2 separate regions of the Mus musculus genome follow, and region 1 is linked to region 2. Evidence: chromatin contacts called from public promoter capture Hi-C data. All regions are on one chromosome and are shown on one strand. The core of a region is the stretch at or near the end of the contact, and the rest is flanking DNA. Distances in the headings are between cores, read along the strand shown. Region 1 holds the start of Cyp4x1 (cytochrome P450, family 4, subfamily x, polypeptide 1). Region 2 holds the start of Slc5a9 (solute carrier family 5 (sodium/glucose cotransporter), member 9).

The links. Promoter capture Hi-C pulls out the DNA fragments that hold promoters and counts their contacts.
Region 1: a contact with region 2 is called in a promoter capture Hi-C map of cranial neural crest. The contact joins the promoter of Cyp4x1 here to the promoter of Slc5a9 in region 2. A contact is called at or near these places in 2 of 39 promoter capture datasets (cranial neural crest and frontonasal cranial neural crest).

The regions. Positions count from the first base shown.
Region 1 is chr4:115,130,634-115,135,524 of GRCm38.p6, reverse strand. Cyp4x1 (cytochrome P450, family 4, subfamily x, polypeptide 1) reads left to right here and starts at 1,446. Exons shown (of 12, transcript NM_001003947.2): 1 at 1,446-1,724. The coding sequence starts at 1,548. It overlaps Cyp4x1os (cytochrome P450, family 4, subfamily x, polypeptide 1, opposite strand), which reads right to left and starts at 1,693. Exons shown (of 4, transcript NR_131922.1): 1 at 1,119-1,693; 2 at 910-1,020; 3 at 561-625.
Region 2 is chr4:111,900,548-111,906,108 of GRCm38.p6, reverse strand. Slc5a9 (solute carrier family 5 (sodium/glucose cotransporter), member 9) reads left to right here and starts at 3,313. Exons shown (of 15, transcript NM_145551.4): 1 at 3,313-3,394.

The DNA of each region.
Region 1 (4,891 bases), core at 197-2,696, 3.2 Mb before region 2:
GTATTCATTTCATAAGTTGAAGAAATTTATTTCCTGATCAGCTTCAGGATCATTGTAACTATACACACACACACACACACACACACACACACACACACACACACACACACACGTAAGGCTGTATTTATTGAAGTGGCAAAATATACAAGATCATTGCCAATTTAAAAAAATTTTTTTTGTTTTTTTTTTTTGTTTGTTTGTTTTGGTTTTTGAGACAGGGTTTCTCTGTGTAGCCCTGGCTATCCTAGAACTCACTCTGTAGACCAGGCTGGCCTCGAACTCAGAAATTCACCTATCCTCTGCCTCCCAAGTGCTGGGACTAAAGGCGTGCACCATCACTGCATGGCTAAAAATTTGTTAAAAACTGAGAAGTGATCCTTCCCTCGGCATTCCTATCCTGGCTTAGGCCATTTGCTCAGTAGCCACAGGAGCATCCCAACCCCTCACCCTGTTGTTTATCAGTCAGCCAAAGGGAACCAGAGACCAGAGCAGACAAGACACAAGGCTGAGAGCAATCAGAACCCAGAGGATAGAGCAAGGAACTTCACAATCTCCAGTACCTTCACCGTGTATTCCCTATGAGAGACATGTCATGATAGGGCAGGGAGCCCCGCACAGGAAGAACCTGAAAGAAGAAGGTGAAAGTCTTACTAACACTAAAAAAAAGTGTAAAATATCAATACGTGGACCAGATGAAGCCATTTCCCCCTGGAGTCTGTGGTTACTGCTTCCCTGACCAAAAAATATTCTGTCTTCAGAGGTTGGGATGGGGACAGAGAAGTCAGGAGTGGGGACGTTGACAAGGAAGAAAATAGGGAGTTGGTAACTGAGATTTAATCTATTGTTCAGGGCTGTAACTCCAGCACTACCATAGGTCTGCCTTAGCATAAATAAATGGACTGATTGTACCTGAATAATAGAAATACTCTGTAGTGGTGCACCACTGTCTGTCTCTTCTCATCTCGGGGGTTTGGTACTCTGACACAGCTTGAAAGGAGCCACGGTGGACCTTGGTGCACTCTAGAAATCGGGATGAAGAACAAGGGAAAACATTCACATGCACAGTTTGGCAGGCCACACTGCACATGTATGGTGGCCATGCCCTCCTCGGCTCCCACCTAGTTCCTGTGGCTGCTCATAGATTTCCAGAGTGGGAAAGCAGGTCATTTCGCATAGCAGTTTATTTTCGTTCGTGACAAGGAAGAGAAATAATTACATCAGCCTGAGCATTATTTCAAAGTCTAAATTCAGATCTTCCGCGATTGGAAACTGTCAAACTTAAAATAAGACACTCCGCGAACGAAGTCTGTCTGCCTGAATCCAAGCGTGCACCAGCGAATGGATAGCGCAGACTGGAAATCCCGAAGGACCAGCATCTTCTTCCCAGGCAGGAGCTGCCCCTCCCCCACCTCAGTTACACCAGGGCTCACTGGGGAGGGGGCTGGGTGGTTCACGCCAGCTCCGGGCTGGAGAAAGCTAAGAGCTTCCCACCACCACTACCATATCCTCCACCCACCCACTGCCCGCCGAAAAGCGAGCTCAGAGTGATGGAGGCCTCCTGGCTGGAGACTCGTTGGGCGCGGCCCTTGCACCTGGCTTTGGTGTTCTGCCTGGCGCTGGTGCTGATGCAGGCCATGAAGCTCTACCTGCGGAGACAGCGACTGCTGCGCGACCTGAGCCCCTTCCCGGGGCCTCCCGCCCACTGGCTCCTGGGACACCAGAAGGTAGATGGAGGGAGGGGCGCAGCAGGATGCTGCCGAGGAAGCCAATAGCCTAGCCTCTGCTTCCATCCCTCCCATGCAGTTTTGAGCTATTCTAGGACTTCCAGCCTGGGGGATGGGGGAGGGTAGGGTGGCTCTCAGCTCCTCTGCAATACTAGGAACTCTCGCATTCCCCCGCGGAAGGGTTACTAGACAGGGAGGTTATTTGGGAAACGTGAATATTGTAAAAGAGCACTAGGTGTCAGCTCAGTCTCCAGTCGCCTTGGTATGTCTTCTGCGTGTATTGTTTAACACTCAGTGTGTTGCTCTAACTCATACTTAGTTGTAGAAAATGTTCAAAAGCGATAGCAATAGTTGACCCCTTGGTTCATTCAGGCCAGGAAAAAAAAAATGTCTTTTTAAAGCTTCCTGTAAAAGCGGGAGGGGCCGCACCCCATTGCTCTGCGGATACTGATTGCCCTATCACTTGCCATATCACTTGTTCCATGTCTCCTGTTTTCAAATCCACTTCCTACCCAGACTGATAAATTCTGTCAACACATTGGGAGTAGCAGCTGTGTGTGCTAAGTCCTAGGTCTACAAAAGGAAAGTGAGTCTTTTCCCTGACGGGCCCAAGTAAGGTACAGACTTGAGCACTAAGAGAAAATGAAAATCCTGGCTTGGAGGGATGGTGTGCCTCCTCCTAGGATCCCTGGGGGAAGAAAGAACCACTAGCTGTGAAGCGCCTGCACAAACTCTCCAGGAATGGGTGGGCTGGAAAGTCTGCCCTGGGGATTTTGCTCCTTGGCTTCCTCGACTATATTATATATATTATATTATTATATTATATCTCTGCCATGTATCATTTCCATGTGCCATGTGGTGACTCGAGGTCCCTTCAGATACACTCAGATGCACATAAACCATGCTCTCTTGTCTTTTCTTTCTCTCTTCCTTCCTTCCTTCCTTCCTTTCTTTCTTTCTTCCCTTCTTTCTTTCTTTCTTTCTTTCTTTTTTTCTTTCTTCCTTTCCCTCTCTCTTTATTCTCTCTCTTTTCTTTGTTAAAATGTTTTGATTGGGAGTTTGGATTTTAGGTTTGATGTGGACAGTCAATCACTATAGCCCAGGCTGTCCTGGAACTCACTATATAGCCCAAGCTGTCTTCAAACTTGCAGTGGTCCTTCTACCTCTGCCTCCCAAGTGATCACAGTCATGAACCATCATGCTTAGTGACCGAATTTTCTTCCTTCATTCATCCAGCAGTATATACTTAGGCTGACTCCTAAGTCAGCCATTATAAATTAGAAATATATGCTGTGGTGAATATAGAAGTCAGATGGCTTAATGAAATAGTAATTATTTATTTTGAGCATATACCCAGAAGATGAATCATTGAATTTTTTAGATTTATTTATTTCATTTTATGTGTATGAGTGTCCTGCCTGAACGTGTGTATATATACCATGTATGTGCCTGGTACCCACAGAGATCGAAAGAGGACATCAGAATGGTTGTGAACTGCCATGTGGGTTCTGGGAACCAAATTCAGGTTATCTACGTTAATAGCAAATCCTTTAGCTACTGAGCCATCTGAAAAATACACTTTTAATCTGACTGTCACCATTTTAGTTTCCATGAGTTCTGTCTTATTCTCCATTTGTTCTTCCACCAATTATCTTATATTACATAAACACACCACACTTTGACAATAGCCATTTCTCCCTGTTTCTACACCACACACACAAAACAAGGTTTCTCTGTATAGTCCTGGATGCCCCAGAGCTCAAATTTGTAAACCAGGCTGGTCTCGAATCGGAGATGACCTGCTCTGCCTCCCAAGTGCTGGGGCTAAAGGCATGCACCACTATTACCCAGCAACAAGGGCCATTTCTTTATTGTTATTATTAATTATTATTATTATTAATGTATTTTATTTACTTTTTACTTATTCATTTTATATCCAGCTCACTGCCCCCCTCCTGGTCATTCTGTCCCACAATTCTTCTATCCCCTTTCCCCTTCTCCTCTGAGTGGATGGGGCCCCTCTGTGTATTTCCCCCAAATTCTTTGGAAAAACAAGTTGTTAGTGAAGTTAGATTAAGATGTTTTTGCTAGTGGTTCTGATGTAGAAAATCTTAGGGAGCAATTTCAATTTCAGAAAGGTACACTCTTAATAATTAAGCTAAGGATTTTTTAAGGTCAGGAACAAGAACAATGGCAACTGTGCCTCTTTCGCTAAAGCTGGGTTGTTGGTCAAGATTATGATTGATTGCTTGTACTCCCTTGCCCTCAGCTTCCTGATAGGATTTAATAAGAAAATTGTTAATGAGTAAATGTGCACCCTGAGGATTTAAAGTAGAAGTGACTGTTCTTTAAATAAAGGTCTAGATTTGTGATTTTTTTTCTTTTAAAATGTGTAAGATTATTTTTCAAGATAAACTTGATCCTTTCTTTGTAACCACAAATTGCAGCCTGCCATTGCCCACAGCTTGTATCTCTATAGCAGGTTGCTTAGTTGTGAATGTATGTGGGCTCTTGGGAATATTTTAACCTGTACTGCGCAATGTTTTTCATGTAAAGGAACTGGAGAAACATGTTTTTTTGTTTTTGTTTTTGTTTTTTTAAATGCTAAAACCAAGAAAGAACCAGGTATCCTGGCACAAATAGGCACTTCAGCTGTGAGTAGCCCTATGAAAAGAACCAGTACAGGCAAGCAGGGATGCTAAGGCTTGTCAAGAACCATGTGAGGGAATTTGGAGGCGGATTCTGTCCATCCAATCTTTTTGTTTGTTTGTTTTTTAATTTACTATTTTTTGTTTTGTTTTTCTTTTGCAGTTTCAATAACAGAGCCAGGGCCTACCTAGCACATTCTAAGAAATTAGTCTACCATGAAGCCTCAAGGATCACAATTAGTATTTATTATTATTATTGTTATTATTATTATTAATTATTATTATTAAATCAAGAGGCTAGAGAGATAGTTCAGAAGTTAGGATTAATTGGTTGTTTATGCAGAGAACCTGGGTTTAATTCCCAGGACCCACATGGCAGCTCATAACCAACTTTAACTCCACTTTCAGGGGATCTGATGCTCTTTTCTGGTCTCAGCAGGAACCAGACATTTACATTGTGCATAGACATATATGTGAACAAACACTCAAATACATAAAGTAAATAAATCTAAGAAAATT
Region 2 (5,561 bases), core at 2,064-4,563:
GTGGTTGATATTTGTTACAAAAATAAGCTTCTTTGATGAGGCATGATAGCCTTACTTATCTATGGGTCCAGAATAACAAATTTGAAACCAGTTTAGGAAAGGGGCAGTATTAGGTATTCAAGGATACATGACTTAAGCTGTCATGGGTATTTGGCTAGGTTTACAGAATCAGGCATAAATTCCTTCTTATTAAGAAGGTCTTCAAGTTCAATTATGTGTCTTTTGATTAGGCACCAAACCTAAGCGACACTATTTCATAATTGGGGGTTTATTGCTAGGCTGGTCATTGTGGATCACAGGCTTTCAGCAAGTAGTTTGCATAGCACCTTCAAAACCTATGTGATATAGTCATCAGGGAGGAGGCTTCTAGATCATTTCCAGTTCAATCTCTCCAAACCTTGTGCCCCAAGTGTATAGGGTGTGCTGCAATAGGGTCTTACCTTAAATTTCTGGTAAGAAATTGGGAGGAAAGATAATAGCCTATGATGTTTTGGAGTCTCAGGTGACAGCCAGAAGTGACACAAAAAAGGTCCCAATTCAGCACCTTGTTCATTATCTACTATCATATTTAATATTTCAAACAGACTAGGAGACATATGTTACCATCCCATTTTACAAACCCAAATTCTTGGGCATTGTCTCAGTTAGAGTTTCTATTGCCATGAAGAGACACAAGACTAAGGCAACTCTTATAAAGGAAAACATTTAATGGGGTCTGGCTTACAGTTTCAAAGGTTCAGGGAAGCATGACAGCATCATGCAGGCAAGCATGGTGCTGGAGAAGGATCTAAGAGTTTTACACCTTGATCCTTACATAGTAGAAAAGAAACAGCTACATTGGGCATGACTTGAGCATCTAAAACTTCAAAGTCCTCCCGCTAGTGATACAATTTCTCCAAATAAAACCACACCTTCTCCAGCAAGACCACACCTCCTAATAATGCCATTTATTTTTGACCTATGGGACCATTTTTATTTAAACCACCACAAATAATATGCATAAGATACTCCTCCTAGTATCACATAGGACTCAGTTTTTAACTTCTTTAAAGTTTCAGGCCATGTAAGAGGCTATAACACGCCAACCTGGAATCCTGATAGGACCTCAGGAAAGAGGCATTACTACTAGAAGAAAAGAACACATTCTCAACCACTTTTATCTTTTTCCATCAGCTTGTGGGACGGTAATTTTCTTCTTCTAAAAGATAAAAAGGAGACAGAAGTGCAAAGTGTTTTGTATCCCTGGCCAAAGGGCCTGGTTTGGGGAGGAACCCAAAGGAATCTGAACTTGTTCTACTTTAGGTGTCTTCACTGTTACTTCTCACTTTCTCTGAACAAGCTCCCAATGGTTGGGGGAGGGGAGCACTGGTGGGGGTCCTTTCACACCTATGCCGAAGCTGTGGTCCAATCCCAACATGACTTTGAACGTCCAAACTGCATGTATTTTCTTTTAGGTATCACTTCCCACATGTGTTGGGGGAGACAGGAGAGAATTTCATTTAGTTTCTCCAGCCTTATGAAAACAGTTAACAGGCAGCTCAGTGACAGCAGGAGTGCTAGTCCTGCCCTTGCTGACTTAAGGGAGGTAGTAACCAACTCAGTTACTACCCTGCCCAGATCCAGAGCTTTGAGTTGATCCACCCCAACATCTACGCCATCTGTGAGGTACTAGTGTACTGCTGTACATGGTTCTAGGCAACAGCAGGATACTTGAGAGGAGTCTCCACTAGGGTTTCAGAATTGATGGTGTAGCAGAATCCAGAGCTCTTAACCAGATCAACAATGATTCTTCATTGCAATGAACATTTGCATGTAAAGCTGTTTGTGTAAAAGGGTGTATTGTGACACTCTGCAGCTTCGGATCCCACTTTGATGAACTAGAGGAGAGGTGAGAAAGATGGAAGAGCGCAGTGGAGCATGCTCAGTGAAAAGAGGTAGAACTTGACTCGACAGCTGTGGTGGGTGTGAGAGAGGGCTGCAGTTCATTCAGGAACAGGTTGTTACACAGTAGGGTCAGCAGGATGGTGTGAAGCCACCTGGAGCTTGTACACACTCAGGCCCTGAAGCAGGTGCACAGCTGCAGGAGTACCCTGACTCCGAACAGGGAAATAATATTTCAGATGAATAATGGTTAACTTACTGGTTTGGACCATGGGGTCTGTACTTCTCCCAGAGGCCATGCTGACCCATGGCCTGTGCTTTGGCAGAGGGCCATGTTGATGTCCAAGGAGGTCCATGGTGAGTGCTAATGCTAGAGACCATGTGAAGATTCTATGGTCTGTGCTATTTGTGGTCTGTGCTGTGGCCAGAAACCATGTAAAAAACCCAGGATTTATGCTCCTGCTGAATATAAAGAACAAGGAGGACAGTCTCACAGTAGTATCGATGACTGCAAATGAACAGTTGAGAAAGATGAAAATAGAAACCCCTACCTCCAACCCATTCCTACCCCACACAATGTAACAACCTACAAAGGGAGCTATCAAAGAAAGCCCTTAAAATTTGTGATAAGGGTGCTGAAATGTAGCTCTTCATAAATGATGGCTCTGGCAGGGGTAGAGGTAGAGAAGCACTGCCCAGGTAGAATTTGACTATGCTCCAGTGAGTATAGAAACAACAAAAAATGGACTTACTTTTCTTTTTCATTTTTTTTTTCTTTTTCTTCTTTTCAGGGGAGGTCACAAGAGTGGAAGAGAAGAGAGGGAGGACTGAGAAGTGAGTGTGATTGGGGTACATGATATGAAATTCCCAAGGAATCATAAAGATATTATGTTGAAAGAAAAACAGAGTTGACATAAAGAAATTGTAAGTCATGAGATGATCCCATGTAGTCATTTAACATTTATAACTTTATGTTGTAAAACGATTAGCTCCATCAAGCTCACATTTGGAGCATGCGGTTACAATGCTCCAGCTATACTTGCTTATTGGGCTTCAAGCATACAACATGCTTGATCAAGCAAAGAAGCCATGCTATACATCAGAGCCCAGAATTTGTTCTTCTGGAGACTGAAACACTGCCTGCCTGCCTTGAGAAACCAGTTTGCCCAGGTGTGAGAGGAGGCTGTGACCACAATGACAGAGTGTCACACTGAGCTGTGTCTCCCTTCCCACCTCCCCTGGGGGCCTGGGCAACTCTGAACCCCCTACAGAGTGTGTTTACTTTACCCCATAACCACACCTTGTCACAAAAGCAGAGACTGTCCCTCAGAAACCAAGGCCCAGTGACTGGGGTGGTATTCAGGGCCTTGCCTGCCACCCTCTGGGGGAGGGGCCAGGCTCCTTCTCAGTCTTCTGTGACTGAGAGAAGTTGTTAAAGACCATGCCTTGGCACTGAGGAGCTTGAAGCTTTGACACTGAGCCCAGGAGGTTTTGACTAGGCCAGGCTGTGCAGGTATGTTTATGGTGAGTAGAGTATAAGTCTTTCTCTCTTCCTTCCTCTGCATTTCTGGTATTCTGTTGCCATCTTTCTCAGACTTACACATCTATGTACTTCTCCTTTCCTCTTACAATTAAGCATCTATCTTGTGTATATAGGGTCTCCTTTCTTCCTCAGGAACCATCTGGACACAGGTGACTCCCAGAAATTTGGCCTTTGACAGCTGGAGATAGGGACAAGTGAGCAACACAGCAGGTATCCACTCTGGCCCTGAAGACCATGTGATTTGCTTGCCAGGATCCTGACTTGCCTCTCTGACACTTGCCCCTATGAGAGAGCCTTGTTCTGTGGTGGGGTGCTGCTGGTGTTGCTCTCTTAGGAGTAATGTACTCTGCAGTTGTTCATGGCACAGCCTGACCTGGGCCTGACCTGGTTAGTGAATCAGATCTGGGTTTGAACTGAACTGAACAAAGACATGTGGAAATGGCATCCCCAGGGTTGGAGGTCTGAGAATTGCAAAGGCATGGAGGAGGGCTGAGTGAAGACTGCAGTGGTAATCACTGCCATGGAACCATGACCCAAACTTGGGGAGCTTCCTATTCCTAGTTTGGCTGCATTTGCAACCTGCTCCAAGCTTCAGTTGGAAGGAACAGGACAGAGAAGATCTCTATCCAACCACAAGCAGGATATTTTTTCTCTGTTCTCTCTTTGAGACAGAGGGCCTGGAGAGAAGGGACCATGGTCCTGAGCGCTTTTAAAGTCATCCAAGCCCAGAGTCAAAACCCAAACCAGCCCAGGCGTTAGCTAATATTTTTCCACCTGAAAATAATAATAATAATAATAATAATAATAATAATAATAATAAATCCATGTCCAAATGCCACTGTTTGCTCTGTATGTAACCCAGTAATACAAGCAGTAATCTTAAACATTAGTCTCCTATACTTTATTGTCAATAAGGAAGTTGTCAGCAGGATTCCTGGCAGAGTGGTTTTACAGGAAGGACTTGTAAGTAGCCTGGGTGCAGGCCAGTGGGAGGTACACAGGGCCTGCCCAGCATTACAGAGGTAAGGAACCCTATAAGGAAACAAAAAGCAGCTGCATAAAAGGTCCTTTCCTTTCATGAAAGGACCAATTGTATGGTACATGGAATGGGAAGGGCTGGGTAATGCTCTTTATGCTCAAGCATCTGACACCAAGTGCTCAAGGCCTCCCCATCGGCAGTTCCTTCATTTGGTCAAAAGCTCCCAACTGATCTTTTCTGTGGATAAATCCCAGAGATAAGGCAAGTATGCCCCATCCCAGTGTTGCCCACCCCAACATATACTTCAGCAGCAAGAAAGCACAGGAAGGGTTCTCACCCCAACTCTAATGGCTGTGGGGAAAAGAAGAGCTCCCATAAGGTACCCATAGACCAAGGTCCCAAGATAGCTGTCAAGACAACCTGTTCACTTGTATCCTGCAGAATGACCAAAGGGGAAATGACATGACAGACACAGCAGGAGAGGCTAAGAGTATGGGAGACATGAGCTTTCCAAAAGGACTGAAATGGTAGGAGATGGCCAAGAGTGATGAGACTGAGAAGTTAGGGGAATCCAATACTCTAGCAAGGATTCCAAGAATTCCAAAGTCTTCAGTAAGGACCCAGTCAAAAACCTAAGGGATACCCAGCTAAGATGCAGGAGATGGGTCTGATTTCCCATGTACTGAAGGGCAGAGTAGGCTGGACTCAGGGAAGTGATCCTAAAGGCAATTTTCTTAAGCTGGTTGTTCATTGGGACAGTCTTCTTATATTCCTACATTAAAATTCAGGTCATTTTCTGGTGAAAGGTACATGGAAATTCTGACATTTTCAGTCTGAACATACAGCCCCAATTCAAATATTACTCAGAAATTGTGATGCCAAGTACCTCAGACTGTTCAATACTTCATTTAGTCTTTATTCAACAGCCAGATTTCTCCTCCCTGTGCATCCTGTCCTTTTTATAGTTGGATTCTCGGAAGTGCTGCTGCAAAATCTGGTAGCTGCAAGCAGAGGTGGAAAGAGAGATGCTCTTGGCACAGAAGTTCTGACTTGAACAGAACTTCCTAAGAAGGTTTTACTGGAGAAAAGGCAGAAGGCTGGCACTTTCCTGCACATGTCCTTGGAAGGCTGGCATTTTCCTGGGCATGTCCTTGGCAG